2 separate regions of the Mus musculus genome follow, and region 1 is linked to region 2. The links are chromatin contacts, called in public promoter capture Hi-C maps. All regions are on one chromosome and are shown on one strand. The core of a region is the stretch at or near the end of the contact, and the rest is flanking DNA. Distances in the headings are between cores, read along the strand shown.

Region 1 (4,546 bases), core at 1,812-4,311, 690 kb after region 2:
TATTTTGGGAAGAGCCTTCATCTCTTGGACCTAGGGTTCGTTTTAAGCCGGTGTTCCTTCAGCAAATGTTACTCAACCCTTGCTGGGTCCCGGAGAGGTCTTGCCCACTGGCAGGATGTGTCCTCAAATTCAGAAACCAAGAAAGGGCTCCTCTCTCCACTAGGCACCCAGCGCTGCACAGTTGGACCTGATGAGCCAAGTCCCGTCGAACCCCCACCCTCAGCCCCCTTGAAACTAACAGCAGAGGAGGTAACCCAGGCCAGGCTAGAAAGCAGTAGCGATTTACAAAAGCTACTTCTGAAGAGAGGGGAGAAGAAGAGACACTAAGAGCACGGGAGAGGAGAAAAGGCCTGGGAAATAGTGTAATGGCACGCCAGCATCCTGACTGCATTCTCCTTGGGGCCCCGTCCACAATGCTCTGGTCAGTTTCATTAGTTACACGATTTTCCCATTGCCTCTAACAAGAGCTTCTCTCTGATTAATGTTCGAAACAGCTGGCCGATTTTAATCATGGCAAACACGATGAACGCGGCTATGATGGCCTGGGCTACTAGAAGCAGAATATAAAGACCCCAGTAGAGCCTGTTATTGGGACTTTCACCCCTGGCCACCAGCTGGGCCCACGTCTGGGACTGCCAGCTGTTAGGCAGCCAGGACGGAACCGGGGCTTCCAGAGCATTTTCGGTTGGAGGGTCGAGAGGCAGGCTGCGAGGATCCGGGCACCACGGGTCACCCTGCAGCAGCTCCCAGAACGACAGGCTGGCGCGTGGCTCCGGGCCACGGCACTGCGGGGGCTCGTCTCGGCCCAGGATGTCCGGGTGATGCCGCAGCCACTGGAGGAAGGGCCACAGGCCACAGTCGCAGAGCCAGGGGTTGTGACCCAGCAGGACCTGGGTCAGCTGGGGCAGAGCCGCGAACACGTCTCCTGGCAGCGTCTCCAGCTGGTTGTGCTCTAGCTGCACGCTCTCGAGGCTGCTGAGGTTGCGGAAGAGCGTGCGGGGCAGGGCCCGCAGCCGGTTGTGGCGCAGCGACACCTGGCGCAGGTGCCCGAGGCCGCGCAGCGCGTCGTCCCGCAGCTCCGCCAGGGCGTTGGTGTGCAGCGCGAGCACGCGCAGCTCCCGTAGGCCCTGGAACACGCCGCGCGGGAGCGCGCTCAGGCGCGGGTTCCGCGTCAGCCCCAGCGTCTGCAAGCCGCTCAGGTTGCGGAAGGCAGCGGCGGGCAGCGTGCTCAGGTGGGTGCCGTTCAGCCACAGCTCCCGCAGGCCGGCCATCTCCCCGAACAACACGTCCGGGAGCTCCTCCAGGGGGTTCTCGAACAGAGTCAGCCGAGACACGCTGCTCACGTGAAGGAAGAGCGCGGGCGGCAGAGACTCCAGGAGGTTTCCGGATAGAGTCAAGGAGCTCAGGTTTCCGAGGCGGTCGAAGGCACCCGGGGCTACGGAGCGGAGGTGATTCCGCTCCAGCCGCAGCTCAGTCAGGGCGCCCAGGTTGCTCAGCAGCCCCGAATCCACAGACGTGAGCTGGTTTGAATAGAGCAGCAGTTTCTCAAGCTTAACTTGAGCCCCAAGCAGTCCCTTGGGCAGGTGGGTCAGGTTGTTTCGCGATAAATCCAACAACTTCAGTTCTCTCAGGCTCGAGAAAAGGTTAGCAGGAAGAAAAGAGAGCTGATTCTGGTTCAAACCGAGCTCCTGAAGGTTACGCAGTTGCTGAAACAGGTTTTGATCAAGGTCCCTTAGTGCATTGTGGTCCAAGAACAGCTGTTCCAAGAGTACCATCTTATCCAGGATCGCACGTGGAAGACGAGAGATTTTGTTGCGCGTCAACCTGAGGGTTTTCAGTTTTACCAGGTCATTGAAGGTGCCGGGGTCGATGGCGGAAATGTGGCTATCTGAGAGCATCAGGCGCTGAAGGACTGTCATGCCGCTGAAGCTGTGGTTCCGCAATATGCCCTGGTCCATTCGGAAGAGCAGGATGTGTGTGAGGTTCGTAGGCAGACCTAGCTCAGCGATGTGAGCCACGCTGCCGCCCGAGCACTGCGCGGCATCGCGGACCACACACTTGCAGGTTTTGGGGCAGGGAAAAGGTTGGGCACGCAAGAGTGCGAGCACCGCGGACAGCAGGGCGCTTCTTAGCATGTCTGAAATGCAAGAGCAAAAACAAGGCTCAGAGCATATCCTGGAGCCCTGCACGCACTGCTGCAAGCACAGTTTTTGGGCCAGCACTCTCACGGCCTTGGAACGCTCAGATACAACCAAGTCTTCCTCTATCTTACAAAGGCTGATTAAAAAAAAATTACTTTTCTATTCAGCATATGTGGGTATTGGAGAGTAGATCAGTCTTACAGGTTCCCATTTTTATCCAGTCAGCCATCTCCCCGGTTCTGTTTAGAGCATTGACATTTGGGCATTTTCAAGCTACAGAATACCTTAAAATCGTTACAGAACGAATTAAAATTGCTACGGTCTTTTTCAGAGAATAGAAAGCAACGCCTCCTGGGACTGGCTGTGTCACTGACTTTAACAAGTTAAGCAGGGAGCTTTATCCCCAACAGTCAGCAAGAGAACCGCAGCAAGGCCCACTTCCACTAGATTCAATTTCTTACATATTTTCAAAGTACCAACACCCCACAACTCATTACACCGTTTTGTAACTCCCGGCCCGGAGCCCAGTGGTGCAGGTGATAATGCCCATTGCTTTATGCCATGCTTTTCTGAACTTTGCACTGTTACAGTAACACGAGTGCAGTAGGCTGGTCGCTCCAGTGTACATGAGGTTAATTTAAGTGTCACATAAGTAGCATTTGAAGATGTTTTTCTGACTCACACATTTAAATAATGAGCTACTGTTTGCTTATACACCAAGCTGCTTAATAAAACTACTCTGGGCATTGAGTTACCCAGGAAGCACACAGTAATACTAGTTTACTCTGTTTCCCAAGTAAAAATTTGTACTGTTTCTTGTACCAGGTCTCCTTCTGCCCCTATACAGACTGAGCCTCTAACTGCATACACTAATTTAAGAATATTTGGCCTTACCTGAAGCAGTTCTGCACCCTGGACTGACTGAAAGGCTTGCAGCTCTGCTTGTGACTTGGCACTTCAGAGAGGAAGAGGGAAGTATTCTTGCATCCTCAAGATAAAGACCTTACCAGATAAAAAGTCAAGAAAAAGACTATCTCCATAGGGCATATTCTAGGTTTTAATGACAAGAGCTTTCAAACTTTCAGAGTCCATAGTTAAAAGTCCTTTTGTAAAAGCTAGAGAGTAGAGGGCCTAAGTTTTCCCAGAAATAGCAGGCTGTCATTACATGGGCCACACTTTTGGTTTTTTTCCATGCTACATTGCACTAACTCATTCCTGTGCAGGAGTATGTGGGTGCATGTGGCAGTGCCTCACTTGTGGGTGTCAGAAAACTTTAGGCAATTGGTTCTCACCTTCCTCCACGTAGGTTCCCAAGGACTCACACCATGTCTTGGGAGGTATCTTTACCTGATGAGCCATCTCTTTTGCTCAACATTTTATTTCTTAAATAAGGCCAATGAATTCTCAAATGCCCGCCCCCAATGGTTGGTCTAGCCATTGTCAAACATGTTCAGTAATAGCATTGCTCAAGGGTTCGTGTTCAGTTTAACTTAATGTCAAACTGCCTACCACCGTGGTTGTATTGCCACAGTGCCACACTGTGTGTAAGAACTCCTGGTCTTCACGTCTCTGACCTGGACTTCAATCCTGGTCATTCAGATTGTTTCCATGATGCCTATTCCTTAGGCTTAGGCTCAGCCCAAAGAGCAAAATGGCATACCAATCTACCAACCTATGGTCTCAATATGCTTTATAACGTTGCATTTCTGTATAATGACAAACTTGATGTCTTTCTTTACAGTGAAGGGCCACCTGTTCTTCAGCTTCTGAGAAACTCGAGTTCCCCTTTTATGTCTATTTTTCTCTCAACAACTTGGCTATGTATATGTAGCTCATGCTAGCTTCAAATTTACAATCTTCTGGCCTTAGTGTCCTAGAGTTTGGGAATCACAAAGAATGCATCACAATGTCCAGCTGTGCTCATTTTTCCTATATGTAACTATAACATAGACATTCTTTATAAGTGCTATTATCTATTGGTTGTCAAGTCACAGATTATCAAGTAGATCCCTCCAAGGGGGAATACCCACCAATTCCTTTAAATGCTCTCACGCTGTTTCCCTTAGCATTCAGATCCAGGGGTACAGATCTCTTTGTATGTACCTAAGAGGCAGAGTTACGTTAAATATGCTTCTATCACTATTTTCCACTTTTCACCCACTTTAAGAACAAGATCCAGAGCCTGGGGAGATAGCTAGATAAGCAAAATGCTTGCCTTGTAAGCATGAAGACTCATTCAATCCCTGGAACTTCACAAGGGGAGCTAAGCACAGTAGGCAGAGGGATCCCTGGACCTTACTTCAAAAAGTCTGGCTGGCTCTGGTTTTCACCAAGCAGCAACCCCAGAGTCCCCAACTGCCATTCTGCTTGCAGTGTGCACCAGCCAGCCAGCTCTTCCCCCAACC
Region 2 (3,964 bases), core at 693-3,192:
GGCTAGAGAGATGACTCAGTAGACTAGTTAGGCTAGAGAGATGACTCAGTAGACTAGTTAGGCTAGAGAGATGACTCAGTAGACTAGTTAGGCTAGAGAGGTGACTCAGTAGACTAGTTAGGCTAGAGAGGTGACTCAGTAGTTAAAGCACTTGCTGTCTTATGGACAACATGGGTAAGTCAGTGCCCAGCACCCAAGACACAGCTCACACCCAACTCACACCCAACCTGTAACGCTAGTTCAAGGAAACCGACTTCCTCTTCTGGCCTCTGAGGACACCAGACATTCACATGGTGCACATATTATGTACATGCAAACAAAACACGTATACACAAGGTAGAATAAATAAAACCCTTTGAAATGAAGAGCAGTTGTAAACAAAAACATTAAACAGAGTCAAAGGATATGTGACAGTTGTGGTTAGGAAGAATACAAATTTTTTCTAATATTTTCTGTGGATTTTTCTGTTGCATGCACATTTAAACTATTTTACATTTTTGTAGTAATTTTTGTTAATGTGCATACAAACTAAATATGAAAATTCAGACAGTAAGTATGATAGAACTTATCCTTCAGTAAATTTTGAGTGAGCACTTCAGAAGAACAAAGTGGCAAAGCTAGTTATAAACAACTTTAAAAATTGGGAAACTGGAGAAAAATGTGTGTCATTCTACAGACTGTTTATTTGTTTGTTTGTTTGTTTGTTTGAGACTGGGTTTCCCTGTGTAGTCCTGGCTGTCCTAGAACTAGTTCTGTAGACCAAGCTGGCCTCCTAGAGATCAGCCTGCCTCTGCCTTCTGAGAGCTGGGATTAAAGATGTTCAGCTCTTAAAGGGAAGTGCATAAATAGAATATAGAATCAATATATATAAATGAGTAAATAAACGTAATAAGAGGTGGTATCCCGTCTACTTGCTGTTTTTTCCTATGTTCACTGAACCTTCTTAATTAGCAAAAAAGATGCTAAAATGTGGAAAAATTAAGAGGACAAGAGAAACCAATACTCCCAAAGAGCATACCCTTTTTTCTTTGTTTTTATTTACATTTTAAATAAAATTAATGAAATCTATGATTGAAGCCCTGCTTTTCCAGTGTCCCCACTTCTTGTTTCACTGGCTCCCTATAGTAAGTGACTTGACCCTTAGTCAGCAGGTGTCTGTTCTCACTGCTGTACAGGTGGGCTGAGAAAGGTCTGTCTAAAAGAGCTTGCAGGGCTCTCAGTCATGCCAGTCTGGCTGGAGACAGGGAGAAACACTGATTAGAAACACCTGGTGTGGGGGCTGGTGAGATGGCTCAGTGGTTAAGAGCACTGGCTGCTCTTCCAGAGGTCATAAGTTCAATTCCCAGCAACCACATGGTGGCTCACAACCATCTCTAGGGAGATATGATTCCCTCCCTCTTCAGGCAGGCGGATATATATGCAACAGAGCACTCATCCATTAAATAAATAAATTTGAAAAAAAAATTTAAAAAAAAGAAAAAAGAAATACCTGGTGTATGGCAGATACCATCAGCATTGGGCAGGGAGCCTCCTGAACAACCTAGTAACTTCTGGTACATAGACTTCTAAGCAAACAGAGAGAGATACGACAACTCTGGTCATAGGTGGATTTCTCCAGAATCCTGTAGAAGCAATAAATTTATTTCAAGGCCATTGCAAAGGATCTGTGCACCTAGAAGAGGAATCTGGAAGCCCTTCCTAGATAAGCCTTCACCCTACCTCTATCCTGGGTTTGGGACAGCGTATGAAAGATTCAGGCTGACGGTTTAGATATAGGAGAAAGGACACCAGAATCACCTGGGAAGGGTTTGTGTATCAGTTTTGCTTTTTCCTTTAAACCTTGACTAAATCCAGTTCTCTTTCCCTAATCTTTCTATCCTTCCACTCCCAACTGAAGAGTGCTCCTGTGTCCCTCTTACCTAGGAGAGCCAGTGGGAAGCATACTTCAGAAGAGCTGGAAGGGAGCCCAGGTCAGTTTAGATAGCTGTGTGCAGTTCCTCTGCCATCGTGAATGGCAAGACTTAGCAAGAAAAGATTTTCCTTTGTTAAAGATGAGAAGCCCACAGGACTGGGAGATAATATCTCAGTGGTTAGGAGACCTTTCCACTCTTCTGGAGTTTAGATCCCAGAACCCATGTTCCAGAAATTCTGTGTTGCCTTCTGGCCTGTGGGCACCCACACTCAGATGGCAAACACACACACACAATATAAAAATAAATGTGTGTTGGGTTTTTGTTTGTTTTCCATGCTATTTTATGCCTTTATGTAACCTTTCTTTAGTTTTGTAGGAAAATCCCACTGTGTGAAACATTCTCACTGTCTTGATGGAACAGATAGCCAGGGTAAATGAAAAAGAAGTTTTCTTTGAAAGAGTTGTTGTTTTAGCATTGGGTCAGTGATGATAGCAATGTAGGTGTGAAATCTTGGGCCCTGCTTCCCACGCATACTGCACAGAATAGAGCTGTGTGAATGGCCTGGGAAACTTAACTTTCTATCACAGCTGGTCAGTTGCAAAATACAATTCCAGGCGAGTTCTCTTACAGATTATTGATGTTAAGTAGTGATAAGAAGCTCATGTCTTTTATCATCCATGTCAGAATAAAAGATTGAAAAATAATGAGATAAACTGAGTTGGCCAAAGTAAGAGTCTTATTTTGAAACTCGAGTGTATGTTTTCTTCCTTGCTGAGATGAATACATTGCAAAGAAGAGGCTGAAGTGGAGTACTTCAGGAATAGTTTGAAGTATGATTTCTTTAGTGGGAGAGCTTCTTTCAAATAGCATCAAACTACTCACTTGATATTTCATTGGTTACAACAGAAACACTTCACAAAGTCTAAGTCCTTACAGGCATTTATAGAATATTGCGTTTTCCCACATGGGCACACATAGACACCTTTTCTTACACAAAAAGTATACTCTACAGTCAAGAATAAAAGTCTGTCCTAAGGAGCCTAGTGCTTTGATTTCATCAATAAAACACTGTGCCACAAGTAAGATTCTAGGGCTAAGCATTCATAAGAACCAGTGGCTATGCTCCTAAGCCTCCTAGTTTATATCTTACTGTAATTAACAGTAGTAATGCAGTAGTAATACATTTATTAAACCGGGCCTCTTTTCACAAGTGCGAAGTTTGAGCTGTCTCACCCACCTTCTTTTAACTTGTTAAAGTGTGTTCACAACGAAACCAAGAACGAGTTGGAGAAGATGCTGAAGGTTAATGATGAGCACCCAGCTTACCTGGCAAGTGATGAGATTACCACAGTCCGGAAGAACCTGGAGTCTCGAGGAGTGGAAGTCGATCCAAGCTTGGTAAGAAAGAAATACTATCAAAGAGTTGGTGATTTGGCTTAGAGGTAGATTGCTTGTCTAGCAACCACAAAACCCTGGGTTCAAACCTCAACTCAAAAAAATTTTTTTCCAAAAGTACCAAAACAAAAAGCAAGAAGTACCATGGACAAGGTGATGTGGTGACAGGTGCAACCCTTGGGATCTGGAGGCAGGAGCTGAAAGGTCATCCTCTGCTACAAAGTGACACTGGATAGGACTCTAGACAAGCTCTTCCTCAGAGAAGGAAAGGGGATGGAGGTCAGCTTTCTGAATCTGTGCGCCTTGCAATGCAGTAGTCCTGCCTCTGATGGGTTACAGAGAGATCTGAGTGCTGAGTTCTACTGTGTTCAACGTGCACATTTACTGCCTTAATGATAGTCATTTCAAGTCTATGAAGAAGAGCAAGCTTAGCTTCCATTTGCTTTTTACAGGGGGACTCCATAAATCCAGATTTAGAAATTAGGGTTCCTACAGAAGGGATGAAAGGCATCCAGACCTTGCCTCAGCTCCGTTTTACAGTTTTAGAGGACAGCAATTCACTTTTATCTATATATGGCCTGTTCACATAGACTGATATTTATGTGTGCTGGGGGAATGGGGGAGTTGTTTGTTTGTTTGTTTGTTTGTTTTAGATA

The links. Promoter capture Hi-C pulls out the DNA fragments that hold promoters and counts their contacts.
Region 1: a contact with region 2 is called in a promoter capture Hi-C map of cranial neural crest. The contact joins the promoter of Gp5 here to the enhancer-like site in region 2. A contact is called at or near these places in 20 of 39 promoter capture datasets (the 3T3-L1 cell line, 3T3-L1-derived adipocytes, the C10 cell line and 12 more), 1 of 15 datasets of contacts at CTCF or cohesin (large pre-B cells), 30 of 484 Hi-C or Micro-C datasets (the HPC-7 cell line, LSK cells, adipose-derived mesenchymal stem cells and 19 more), 7 of 115 datasets of contacts at active chromatin or transcription factors (astrocytes, craniofacial prominence, embryonic basal ganglia and 4 more) and 3 of 9 other capture datasets (adipose tissue, embryonic stem cells and liver).

The regions. Positions count from the first base shown.
Region 1 is chr16:30,307,720-30,312,265 of GRCm38.p6, forward strand. It overlaps Gp5 (glycoprotein 5 (platelet)), which reads right to left and starts at 3,062. Exons shown (of 2, transcript NM_008148.4): 1 at 3,036-3,062; 2 at 1-2,137. The coding sequence starts at 2,135. The coding sequence ends at 432.
Region 2 is chr16:29,622,294-29,626,257 of GRCm38.p6, forward strand. Opa1 (OPA1, mitochondrial dynamin like GTPase) reads left to right here. Exons shown (of 29, transcript NM_133752.3): 24 at 3,171-3,311. Among named protein-coding and RNA genes, the nearest start is that of Opa1, 45 kb to the left of the region's middle. Within about 2 kb of position 1,943, at least 2 of the 459 cell types and tissues checked have an H3K27ac peak or open chromatin away from gene starts, as enhancers often do.